Regions from separate parts of the Mus musculus genome. Here region 1 is linked to region 2. A link is a contact called in public HiCAR-type data. All regions are on one chromosome and are shown on one strand. Each heading gives the region's core, a stretch centred on a gene start, on an enhancer-like site or on the middle of the called end of the contact. The rest is flanking DNA. Distances are from core to core; before and after follow the strand shown.

The links. HiCAR-type assays count read pairs that join an accessible place to other places.
Region 1: a HiCAR-type map of astrocytes shows a contact between it and region 2, with 2.9 times the contacts expected there. The contact joins the promoter of Tmem260 here to the promoter of Dlgap5 in region 2. A contact is called at or near these places in 1 of 39 promoter capture datasets (pre-B cells), 1 of 484 Hi-C or Micro-C datasets (B cells) and 1 of 115 datasets of contacts at active chromatin or transcription factors (astrocytes).

The regions. Positions count from the first base shown.
Region 1 is chr14:48,445,052-48,448,009 of GRCm38.p6, reverse strand. Tmem260 (transmembrane protein 260) reads right to left here and starts at 1,658. Exons shown (of 16, transcript NM_172600.4): 1 at 1,407-1,658. The coding sequence starts at 1,554.
Region 2 is chr14:47,417,060-47,420,087 of GRCm38.p6, reverse strand. Dlgap5 (DLG associated protein 5) reads left to right here and starts at 1,681. Exons shown (of 19, transcript NM_144553.2): 1 at 1,681-1,979. It also overlaps the pseudogene Gm8353.

The sequences.
Region 1 (2,958 bases), core at 409-2,908, 1.0 Mb before region 2:
TGTTATTCTTCTTATCCTGTATTTGTGGCTCAAATAAATTGTTTGATACTTTTTAATGGGTACAGAGCTATGTAACCTCTAAACTCTCCTTTATCAAATCCCTTGCTACCCTAAAACTCCTTCATTTTTTAACATTAATCTTAGGAAATTGGTAACTCCATTCCCAGCTATGCTAATGAAACACCACCCCCACTAAGTGTTCAGTGGAACCGGGAAGAGATGACCTGAAAATGGAGATGGAGGCTTCTCTCCGTGGCAGGCAATCTTGAAGACAGTCCTGGTAATCCCCATCTCAGGGCTTTCTTGCCGTGTAATCCTCTCCCCTTTGAACTGGTCTAGATTTACCGACTCTCTCCAATAAAACAGGGCAGTGGCATATCACTTCCAGGATTAGGTCTCAAAAATGACAGAGGTGACAGAATGCTCTCTTGCTTTTGACAGGAATCAGCTATTTTATGAAGAGAGCCACATGGGATATAGGGCTAGACTTAAGTTTGGAAGTAGATACTCCCTAAACAGGGTCCTGAGAAGTTGCAACCCTGGCCCCCACCTTGTCTTGTGTTAGTGAATCCGGCTAAACTGCACCTAGAGATACTGATCCACAGACAGATGATAAATGCTCCCCCCTGCAGCCACCAAATCCGGGTGAACTTGTCAGGTAGTGAAATTATAAACAGCTCATGGGCTCTTCAGGAAACGGTTTGACTGTTCCATTACAGAACCATTCTGAAAACACGGCTGATTATTATGAGAAATTATTGATCACTTTATCTGGCTGTAAAAACCAAACCAAACCAGGGACTTGTTTCTAGACTCAGATATGTGAAAAGTATGCCCTAGCTTAATCTGTGTGAAACCTGTCTTTCATTTTCACAGGAAGAGGGGTGCTTTCAGTTGCATTCCCTTTTATGAGTTCCCCTCTAAATTTTCTGCATGGCTGGTTCCTTAATATTCAGGTTCTAACTAATACACCTCCAAGGTAGCCTTTCCTGACCTTCTGAGGAATCTACTCATTACCACTCCAACCACATTCTCCCTTAGTGCCTCCGTAACTCACCACTACTTAAAATGTAGTTTATTTAATAACCCGTTGTGTCGTCTCTAAACACAGTAGAACGCTCCATGCTATTTGTTAACTACTGTCAATCTTTTTTTGTCTGTGACACTGTAAGGGCACGACAGGTGATACAGGTAACAACGATCCGGGCAAAGTGGACAGTGGTTAAATTTCATCGGCTGAGCAGCTCGAGAACACAGAGACCAAGATCCAGAACCGGAAAGAGAACTGGTTCTGGAATTCAGAACCGTGCACGGAGCTCCAGCGAGGGGACGCGGGGCCGGGACACCGAGGCGGCGGCACCCGGAGGCAGGGGGGCGGGGAGGAGGGCGGCCTGCGAGTACTTTACCCGAGTCTCCCCCAGGCAGCGAGCGGGGCAGCGTGAGGGTGAACACGGCAGCCACGGAGGCGAACACGGCCACGCTGCCGCGGAGGGCCCCGGAGCGCCACGGCCCCGCTCCGGCTGCCGGGCTCCCGCCGTCGCCATGGAGACCCATGGGCCCGGACGCGCGCAGCTCGCGGACCGTGACCCCTCGCAGCGGTGCGGACCTTCCCTGGCCGAGAGGCGCGCACAGCCCGCGCCGGCTTCCGGTCTAGCAGGGCCGAGCGCACCATACCTTCGCCCGCCAGGTCGGGGAGGAGGAGATGGCGGGCGCACTCCGGCACGGCTTAGGAGTCTTCTGGGGGTCACTGCGCGTGGTACTGTGTCTGCGTCAGTGTGCTTTGAAGTAACGAATCACAAGGGAGCATAATTCCCAACGACATCAATCATGGGCCAGGCCTACTCGCACTATGCAGTCTCTCTCCCCCTTTCCGCACTGACTTGGTCCGTTCCAAAAGAGACGGAAGTGGCGTGGATAACGGTGAGCCAGAAAGCGCTGCTCTGCCCCCTGTGGCGTGGGGTGGAACTGCATAAGAGAGCCCCCTAGAAACCCAACAAGGAAGGGTTCCAACCATGTAGTAAGCCACAAATACATTAATTGCTATTATATTTTTCAGTGGACTCATTGATCGCGGCTATGTATTTATAGAGCCTTGCCTCATTAAAATTAATGTAAATCCATATGCTAATTATTAATTCACTAATTTTAAGATATTAAAATGTGCTAATTAGCCTTTTTTTAACATGAGAACTCAGTAGGTGAGTTGAAATACTTGAGTTAACAAAATTAACTCTTCATGATAAGAGTGTCTCCTACTTAAATGAAGAAGAATGATTTTTGTTTTTTTGTTTTTTTTGCTCTAAAAGTGGAAAATGAAATCAAGAGCCCACATAAATAATGCAAATGGAATGTAGAAAGAGATGGGAGCTACTAGACAATACACAGCACACTGCTGAGAATTGAATCTAGGGCCTCATGCAGGCTAGGCTAGTAAACATTTTAAGCTTGCAGTTTGCATTATTTTAGCAATTATTCAGTCTGGGAAGGGAGCGGGCAACCTCCTTAGAATCTGTGTCAGAATACACGGGAAATGGGCAACATTCACAAATGTGCTATTTGCAGTCTGACAGGAACACTGTGTCCAGGCTGTGAAGTTGATAGGCAGTAATTGTGCCCACCTATCTTAGTCTTTTCCTGGTGTTTATAAAATGCTTTATCATCTGAGCTCCTGGGACACAGGGGTTGGGCAGTGTACTTTCCTTATTGCATGAGAAAACACTATGACCAGTGAAACTTATAGAAGAAGCAGTTTATTTGGGAGAGATTTTCATGGCTGGGAGACATGGTAGCAAGTTCTCCATTGACGTCCATTGAGGAAAATGCTTTTCTTGGTAGCAAGAGATCATGAGAAATACACCTTTCAACTAGACAGCTTGTCCAGGATTATCTTGTATGTATGTGTGTTCATATGTGACAATGTGTGTGTGTGGTGGGGAGGGGAGTTGTCCAAGTCTGTAC
Region 2 (3,028 bases), core at 432-2,931:
TACAGCACCCGCCAGAGGCGGCGCCTGAACCTTGGCCTGCGGCGGAAGCAGAACTAACTGCTCAAGCCCTTGAGAAAGGCCAAGAAGGAGGCGCCACCTATGGAGAAGCCCGAGGTGGTGAAGACAAACCTGAGGGGACATGATCATCCTGCCCAAAATGGTGGGCAGCATGGTGGGCGTGTACAATGGCAAGACCTTCAACTAGGTGGAGCTCAAACCAGAGATGATAGGCCACTACCTGGGCGAGTTCTCCATCACCTACAAACCTGTGAAGCACGGCCGCCGCCCGGGATCGGTGCCACCCACTCCTCCCGATTCACTCCCCTCAAGTAGCCGAGGCCAATAGAGACTCAGTTTTGGGTCCCTGGGTGGTGGTGGTGGGTTAAGATTTATTTTGTTTTCTGCCTATGAGTGTTTTGCCCACAGAGGTCAGAATGTGATGGATCTTTTAGAACTGGAGTTACAGAGAGTTGTGAGCCACCACGTGGGTGCCTGGGTTTTCTGCCAGGGCAAGAAAGTGCTCTCAACTGCCAAGCAACTCTCCAGCCCCCAGTCTCAGCTATTTTAAAACAACAGTGAAACCCAAACAGGAACCACATTGTCACACACTGTTACTACGTCTTAAGGTGTCTTTTAACACCTTACAAGAACAGGTTTGTTTCCTGCAAACCATGTTTTTCAACCTATGCTGAACTTGTGACCCCATGATGTACGCCCACCCCTTTGCCTTGTTAAGTTCCTGAACACCTGTGATGACTCCCCTTCCACATGCTGTGTTCTTGCATTTATCTACCCCATAGGTAGCCTTGAACCCCGAGTGGCTCACTCTCCCGCTGGCCCAGATGCTAAAGGCACTAAGAGTCAGTTATCTCCAACGGCTCTTTTTTTTTTTTTTTTTTTTTTTTTTTTAGCAACCCTGACCCATTCCCATAAAAAGAACCTCAAAAGCCAGTGAGGGGCTGCTCTCTGAAATCTCCACTTTGGGAGACCGCAGCTGGCTGGCCAGTTTGCTTTAATCAGATATAGCTTGCTTTAATCAGCCACTCGCGAAATTGGTGTTTCTTTCCCCCATCAGATCTAACATAACCATGAATATTATGTCAGTTACCTATCTTCATCTTTCTCTTTGTATGTCCCAGAGGTCTCAGTGCTGCTATAGAGCTGCAGGCAGCTGGTCCTCTTTCCCAAGATGTTGGCAGGGAAAAAGCAAAAGCCAAACTTACAAACTCTTTCCTAATTTATCTTCCCGGTGTCTACTGGATACCGATCAGTCTACAAACACATGGTCAGCACAGCTGTCCTGGCCCAGGCGTTTTTGTTTTCTTGATATCTCATGGGATGTGTGCCTTCGTTTATGTGTCTGTTAGAAATCTCAGTTGATTTCTAAGGCAGACGTTAATTTTGCCTTAGAAAAGAAGGAGAAATGGAATAAATGATCTCGTTTAACTTAAAACCTTTGCCTTTTTTTAGCGTGGATGCTCAGCCCGTAATCCCAGCAGCACTCAGTGACAGGCAGGAGCATCTCGGTGAGTTCGAGGCCAGCCTTGTCTACATAGTGAGTTCCCAGACATAGTGAGACCTTGTCTTAAAAACCAAAACAAACAAACAAACAAACAAACACGTTTAAAAGGAAAGAAGAAAACCGGCCTGAAGAGCCAACAAGTGCGGCCCGCCCCACTGAGTTTATAGTGTGTCGCTGCCACGCCTAGCGGGTTTACCGCCTCCCTCCTCCCCCTCGCCCTCCCGCTCCCAACCCTTTGCCTTCCAAACAATTTAAATGTCGCACAGAACCAACCTATCGCAAGCCTCGTTCGAGGGGAAGGGGCGGGAGCTTCCGGAAGTGTTGGCAAAAGTCCCTCCAATCAGCGGCTGGCAGCGGGAAATTTCAGTTCCGTGAAGGGTCGGTCCGGGAGTTCCTTCTGCGGATCGGTGGAGTTTTCTGTGTTGCGACATTGTTGTGGATCCAGAAACTGCTTCAGGTAAGTGGGATCAAGAGTTCAAGGTCCTCCGTGGCTGCATACCAGCTCGAGAATGGCCTGGGACGAGACTGTCCCGAAAAAATTTAAAAATGGCCTAGGTGAGATGGCTCAACAGTTAGGAAGGAGCACTTGTTTGCAGAGTTAGCTTCCCAGCATCCCACGTAGGGCAGGTCACAAACTCCTTGTAGCTCCAGCGTCAAGAGGTCCGACACCCTCTACTGGACACCAGTATGCATCCACCCCAACACAGAAATAGACATACACATAAACAACAAGAAAAAAAACCTTTGGAAAAAATTGGCATGAAAAATGTAGATTATCCTAAAGCATTGACAGCGTATTAGAGATGAGACTCTACCCGACCTGTATGCTAGTAACCTCCCAAAATAGCCCACAAGTGTCAGTGGATTCTGCTTTTCCTGAAGACGCTGTCATTTCTCTCTAACCTGCTGTAAGTATTAGACGGAGAATCTTAAGATGAGTGCACAGGCAGGGGAGCTGACCTGAGAGGTCCACTTGACCATCACCATGACACAAGCCATTAGAGAAGAAGGACCTCAGTTGAGGAAATGACGACATGAGGTCCAGCTGTAAGGCATTTTCTCAGTTAATGATTAATGGGGAAGGGCCCAGCATCTTGTGGGTGGCAGCCATCCCTGGGCTGCAATCCTTGGTTCTGTAAGAAAGTGAAGCAAGCCAGTAAGAAGGGTCACTCTGTGGCCTCAGCACCAGCTCCTGCCTCCAGGTTCCAGCCTTGCTTGAGTTCCAGTCCTGACTTCCTTTGATGATGAATAGCAAAGTGGAAGTGTGAGCTGAATAAGCCCTTTCCTCCCCAACTTGCTTTTAGGTCATGGTGTTTTGTTGCAGCAATTGACACCCTGTCTAAGACAACCGTGTTAACAAGTTTTGCTTAAACTCTTTCTCTAGTAGTTGTGTTTGACACTTTCTCTCTTTTCCTTTTTTTCTTTTGGTGGGGAGAGGATTAAAACAAGGTTTCACATAGCTCCCACCAGCCTCCTTTGGAGCTGAGACCGACTGACCATGAGCAG